Regions from separate parts of the Sus scrofa genome. Here region 2 is linked to region 1. The links are chromatin contacts, called in public HiChIP or PLAC-seq maps. All regions are on one chromosome and are shown on one strand. Each heading gives the region's core, a stretch centred on a gene start, on an enhancer-like site or on the middle of the called end of the contact. The rest is flanking DNA. Distances are from core to core; before and after follow the strand shown. Region 1 has its middle 72 kb from the start of FAM98B. Region 2 has its middle 110 kb from the start of TMCO5A.

Evidence for each region. HiChIP or PLAC-seq counts read pairs in DNA pulled down with a chosen protein or histone mark.
Region 2: a contact with region 1 is called in an H3K27ac HiChIP or PLAC-seq map of alveolar macrophages. The contact joins two enhancer-like sites. A contact is called at or near these places in 1 of 5 promoter capture datasets (liver), 7 of 47 Hi-C or Micro-C datasets (alveolar macrophages, embryonic fibroblasts, epiblast stem cells and 3 more) and 2 of 2 datasets of contacts at active chromatin or transcription factors (alveolar macrophages and skeletal muscle).

Annotation. Positions count from the first base shown.
Region 1 is chr1:132,889,556-132,892,663 of Sscrofa11.1, reverse strand. No RefSeq gene overlaps it. Among named protein-coding and RNA genes, the nearest start is that of FAM98B, 72 kb to the right of the region's middle. Within about 2 kb of position 1,758, at least 3 of the 83 cell types and tissues checked have an H3K27ac peak or open chromatin away from gene starts, as enhancers often do. A contact at or near this core is called in alveolar macrophages, where this site is marked.
Region 2 is chr1:133,272,404-133,275,146 of Sscrofa11.1, reverse strand. No RefSeq gene overlaps it. Among named protein-coding and RNA genes, the nearest start is that of TMCO5A, 110 kb to the left of the region's middle. Within about 2 kb of position 1,351, at least 20 of the 83 cell types and tissues checked have an H3K27ac peak or open chromatin away from gene starts, as enhancers often do. A contact at or near this core is called in alveolar macrophages, where this site is marked.

The sequences.
Region 1 (3,108 bases), core at 509-3,008:
CATTCTCTATAGCCTCTACAGAGTGATCCTAAGCAGTGAAATCTTGGTGTTGCAATGTACAGAAATGGAGAAGCGTATTAAACCATATTTAGGAATAACAAAAAAAAATTAAGTTTCTTTAGACTGGAACAAAAATAAAAATAACAAATATCAAATCCCAAAGCATAAGAGATGCAGCTAAACCTGTATTTGGAGAGAAATGTCTACCTTTAAATTCTAATATTAGAAAAAAAAGAAGTCTTAAAACTAATGAGCTACTAAAAAGCTAATATGAAAAGTTAGAAAACTAATAGTATAATAAAGTTTATAAAGCAAGAAAATAAGAAAAGCTGACCTGAAATAAATAGTCTGCCAGATATTTTTCTAGCAATAATGAATTTATTTGGAATCAGCAGAGAATTGTAATTAAAAGTTGAATCCGTGGTGGCCCACATGTGAATCCTGCCTGGCAAGGGAAGGACATTTTTATCGAGAGGAAAAGGAAGTCGGGAGAACAATGGTATACAAAGAGCCATGGCTTTTCATTGGCCAGTCCTTGCCAGGAAAGAAAGGAAGTCACTCTTCTTGTTGGGCTCTGCTACCTATGCAGGTCCTGAGAGCTCCCTCTTCTGCTCTCCTTACTCTATTTCATTGAGGTTTCTATTTATTACTTTTTTTTTAAAGAAGATAAAGCTGGAATTTAATAAACTAGAAAACATACAATATAGGTCAGCAGAGTCAAAAGTTGGTTTTGAAAAGGCTAATAAAATTGATAAAACTTTTGGCAAGATTGGATCAAACAAATAAAGGACCAATAAATAAAATCATCGTTCTATATTGAACAAAAATATATTTCAGAAAGAAAGCTGAAATAGAGACTTGTTCAGATATATGAAAGCTGAAAGAATTCATTATTAGCAGACTTACACCAAAATGAATGTAAAAAGTCTTTCAGCTAGAATGAAAATTATGCCAGATGGAAATCTGGTTCTAAACAAAGGAATAAAGAGTACCAGAAGTAGGAACTTTACTCATATTTCTTTTTTACAAGAATATTGATGGTTTCACCAATAATGAAAAAAAAATGTAGTATATGGTTTATAACAGATGTAGAAATAAAAGTAGCACAAAAGCTAGGAGGAGAGAAATAGCCCTAAGACTATAAGGTCCTTAGACTATATATGAAGTATCACTTGAAGACAGACTGGTAAATATTTATACTACATATTCTAATATATCCTCTAAAATAGCAAAAGAGTGATGCACAGATTTCCCCTGTCCTTAAAGGAGACAGCCTTATATTCTTAGACTGGAAACTAGTTCTCCAGACTGGGCCCTAGGACCTAATTTGCAAAACAAAAATTCATTAAATTGTTTTCCTAAATAAAGGTGCCAACCTCCTGATCCTTGGCTTTCAGCATGGGGAGCAAACTGGGCTTTGATATTAGAATTTCTTTAGGCAGTGCTTCTAGCTCCACTAATCTCTGTCAAAGGAAGGGGATCAATAGAAAATTTTGGTTCCAATCTGTAGCAGTCCTTACAATACATATCAAATCTTGACTAACAAGGCGTAATTTCCATTGGGCAAGGACTGAATGTTACTTAAATATTGTTTCTCCTTCAGCCCCACAAAGTACTCTTCATTTTGATTTGTATCTCTGCTTAGAAGTTCACTAAATATTTGCTGAATGCATGAATGATTGGCTACGTGTTCTTTAAAGCCCTGCGGAAACAGTATAAATGAATCACAGAAAGGGGAAGGTCCCTGAGGGGACCGCCCCCCTGCATTCTTCCCTTCCCATAGTTAGAAAACTGCCTTCTCAGAACTTGTCACATGACTGGGTGCTTTTGCCTTGCTTCTTCTTCTTCTTTTTTTTTTTTTCCTGCTTTTTAGGGCCACACCTGTGGCATATGAAAGTTCCCAGGCCAGGGGTTGAATCAGAGCTGCAGCTCCCAACCTATGCGACAGCCACAGCAACTTGGGATCCTTAACCTATCAAGGGAGGCCAGGGATCGAACCCTCGTCCTCATGGATACTAGTTGGATTTATTTCCGCTGTGCAACAATGGGAACTCCTTGCCTTGTTTCTTTTGATCTGTATCATGATGCTCTACGAGGCTACTTAGGCTTTGCTGTCATTTTTTAAACTGGCCTCAATTCACAAAATTATCTGGACTCACTTTTAATGCCTTGCTCATCTAATATTACTGTGCATTCTGCACAGACGTTTCACGTGCCAAGAGATCTATCATTGCCCACCCCTCCAGTGAATAAAAAACACATTCTTTACTTCAATTATTTACCAGTAAATAAGGTCTCCTCTCTGAAGAAATTCTAAACAGGTTTTTGAAAGACTAACGAAGTGGAGAAAATGTAGTTTAGCAACTTTTAGTCTCCTTCCAAAAGCCTTCCATTTAGTGCCCCTGCTAGAGAAATTTAGTTTCCTTCTCAGTCAATAAGGGGAAAATAATAATGTTTTCAAATACTAACCCATGTGGTTAGATTTGTTGGTCTGTTTCTTTATTTGGTAAGTTTTTATGGTTCATAAAAATCTATTATGCCACCTCATAATAGATTTTTATTTTCTTTAAGAAAATCATTAAAATCCAATGATGCCACCTCATCTTTAAATAACATGATCTCACAAATAAAGTTATTTCATTTTTTGCATGAATGAATTGGACAGAAAGGAGTGTGATGAGTTCCCACTGTGGTTCAGCAGGTTAAGGACCTGACATAGTCTCCATGGGATGTGGGTTCAATCCCTGGCCTCACTCACTGGGTTAAGGGTCCTCCATTGCTTCAAGCTGTGGCATAAATTGTAGATATAACTCGGATACAGTATTTCTGTGACTGTGGCATAGGCTTCAGCTGCAGCTGCAATTTGTCCCCTAGCCTGAGAACTTCTATATGCCACAGGTGCAGCCTTAAAAAGAAGGAAAGAAAGAATGGAGTGTGAAAAACATCTCCAATTTGAAGTGTTATAATGCCTCATTCTCTACCTCTAACTTTGAGAATAGTGCCTGGGGGTAGGAGTTGGGGGTGAAGACAGGGAAGGGAGGTGGGGACAAGAAGATTGAAATTTAGAGAAAAGAGTTGAAAGGGCCTCTGGATCTCTGATCTTTCTTC
Region 2 (2,743 bases), core at 102-2,601, 380 kb before region 1:
CACAGCAACGCAGTATCCGAGCCGCGTCTGCAACCTACACCACAGCTCACGGCAACGCCGGATCGTTAACCCACTGAGCAAGGGCAGGGACCGAACCCGCAACCTCATGGTTCCTAGTCGGATTCGTTAACCACTGCGCCACGACGGGAACTCCAGCTTTCTGTTTTAAATGTGGTAAAACTTCTCTTTGGCATTAGCAGACTACATGACGAATAAGACTGGAAGAGTGGCCTATTGGGAGTTAAATAGTGCCAGATCTTTATAAGTAGCACCTTTCCCTAGCTTCACCTGTTAGAGCCCAATCCCAATAAACACACACCAGCCCATTTGGAAATGAACTGACCCCTCAAGAAGAAGCAGGTTCACCCCTCTCCAGGAATCTTGGTGCCACACCACCAAAAAAAGCCACTATCGAGGTAAAAGACTTTGTCCTCTCTTTGCTAGCCACTTCCCTCCATGCTCTTAGGACTTAAAACCACAGTCAATAGAACTGGCCTATCTTGTTCTTTTCTTTCCTCTTCATTATCCTGAAAGAGTCTTGAGAGGCTCCACCTCACTTTCCCACCCCACAGGAAGCAAACCATGTGGTTTAGTAAAATGCTTTTGTACCCTACCAGCAGATTTTTACATCTCTTCTTTTCCTCTGATTCAGCCTGCAGCTCTTGGGTAATAAAGATCAGAAAGTTGCCTCAGAACAGATCCTGATGTTTATTACAGAGTCCATATTGGTAACATCCACTTTGGAGCCCAGTGGCTAACCCCAAACTTGGTATCTAATTTACACTCTGCCTGATACAAAGCTGTTCTGTGAATCTGCCACTGTCGTCTTCCTGCATATGTGGTTCAGTCATTTTGTACAAGCACAAGATCCTTGAGAGCCCAACACTGTATGACACTGCTGCAAAAAATATTTCTATCACTATGCTGCTCTGCGATGACTCAGAAAAGATGAAAACAGGCGAGAAGATACCAAAATCACGTTGCCAGAAGCACAGTGCTGGCCAGTTACACAAGCCAAAGAAAAGTCAGCATCCACTTTATCCACACGGTGGTGCTAGCTTCAAAAGAATTACCCAAAAAGGACATGAAAACAGTTCCACTTTCCTCTCTTTAATGAAAAAGCTGTGCACCAGGGTCGAAACCTCACTCGTGGAAGGGGACTATACATGAATTTTGCAAATAAGCATCTAAAATAGATGAGTTTGTCCTAATCCCCACCCTACTTCCCAAGGGGAATAAAAAGAACCAAATCACCATCTTTTTTTCCAACTCACTGATTCAATCTTTATCGACCCTGGGGCAAAAGAATGACTCATACTGGGATCTTGGATGTGTACAGTCCTGGCACAGAACCTTATTATTCCTGAGAGGGAGCTGGGGTAGCCTGGGGAGAGCTGGTCAGCTAGCCATGTAAGGCTTGTCATTGAGTTTGTGTAAGTTCTGTTGGCAGTCTGACAAGATGGGAACAGCAGACATTTCACTGGTGTCACTGAATTAAAACAAGGTGGGCTCAACGTGGGTGCCTTCCAGGCCAATGGGCAGAGAAGGCCAGAAAGTCACAAAAATATGCTCATAGGACCAAGTCTCCTCTATTTGTGGAAACTAAATCTTTCACTTAACTGTTTTAAGAGCTCGAGGTGGTAGTGGGGATCTCATTAAGCATGCCAAACAGCACTTAGGTAATGTAGGTCATGCCAAATGGAACCAGTGACCAGGTGTATAAACAAACAACTTTTTAAAACATGGTGCTTGTCAACACTGAAAGCACCCTCAACTTTAGAAAGGGAAAACTAACAAGAGTGGTTAATGGTCCTTTGTAAGTCTGCCCATACCTGACACTGACACTGATAATGATGAAGACCATGCACCACAGTGATGTAAGTTCAAACTGTTTTCAGACCTGGCCCTAGACTCTGGCAGCTTGCTGATATCTGTGACTTGGAAAAAAACACAAAGTACCACTTACCATTATACCTAAATATCTCCCTCTGGCCCACCATGGAAAATCTCCAATTTAGACGAGAGCCTCATGAATATTATCCCTATAGTTTTATCCCTAAAATATCTATCTTTGAGGTTACCTGGTGACCTAGTGGGTTAAGGATCTGGTGTTGTCACTGCTGTGACACAGATTCAATCCCTGGCCCAGGAACCTCTGCATGCCATAGGCATAGCCAAATATGTGTGTGTGTGTGTGTGTGTGTGTATGTATAAAAACACAGAAGGAAGGAAAGACCCTAGCAAAAATTCCCATTAGAATGAATGAGGTCAATATATTGCCTAATTTACCCTTGAAATAGCAAGGAATTGGATACTGAAAAGATGGCATATGAGACAACTAAGTGTTGACAAAGTCTGAGGAGTTCAGCAGTCACAGAATGACTTGGGTACAAGTAAGAATGAGTCTGGGAGGATCTTCCCATTTATCACAAATTGGACAAAGCAAAGACGACTCACAGGCTCAATCAAATTTGCAGTTGCATTTCATTTGGCTCAGTGTTTTTTCTTTATAATTTGCATTTGTTGTAAATAATTAAAATTCTGGAGATGCCATCTAAAATCCTAGATTTTGGACTTCTCTTTAAAAAATGAAAAGTTGTGTAACCAGTGGATAGAATTCTCAAGTGACAATAATTGCTCAAAGCTGAGAAATAACAGCTGAGTCAACAGAGTACATGGTCACTTGTTCACCATAATCCCCGTCACCCCAACTGTGTCATACCTGATCTGCTTTACTCATCTG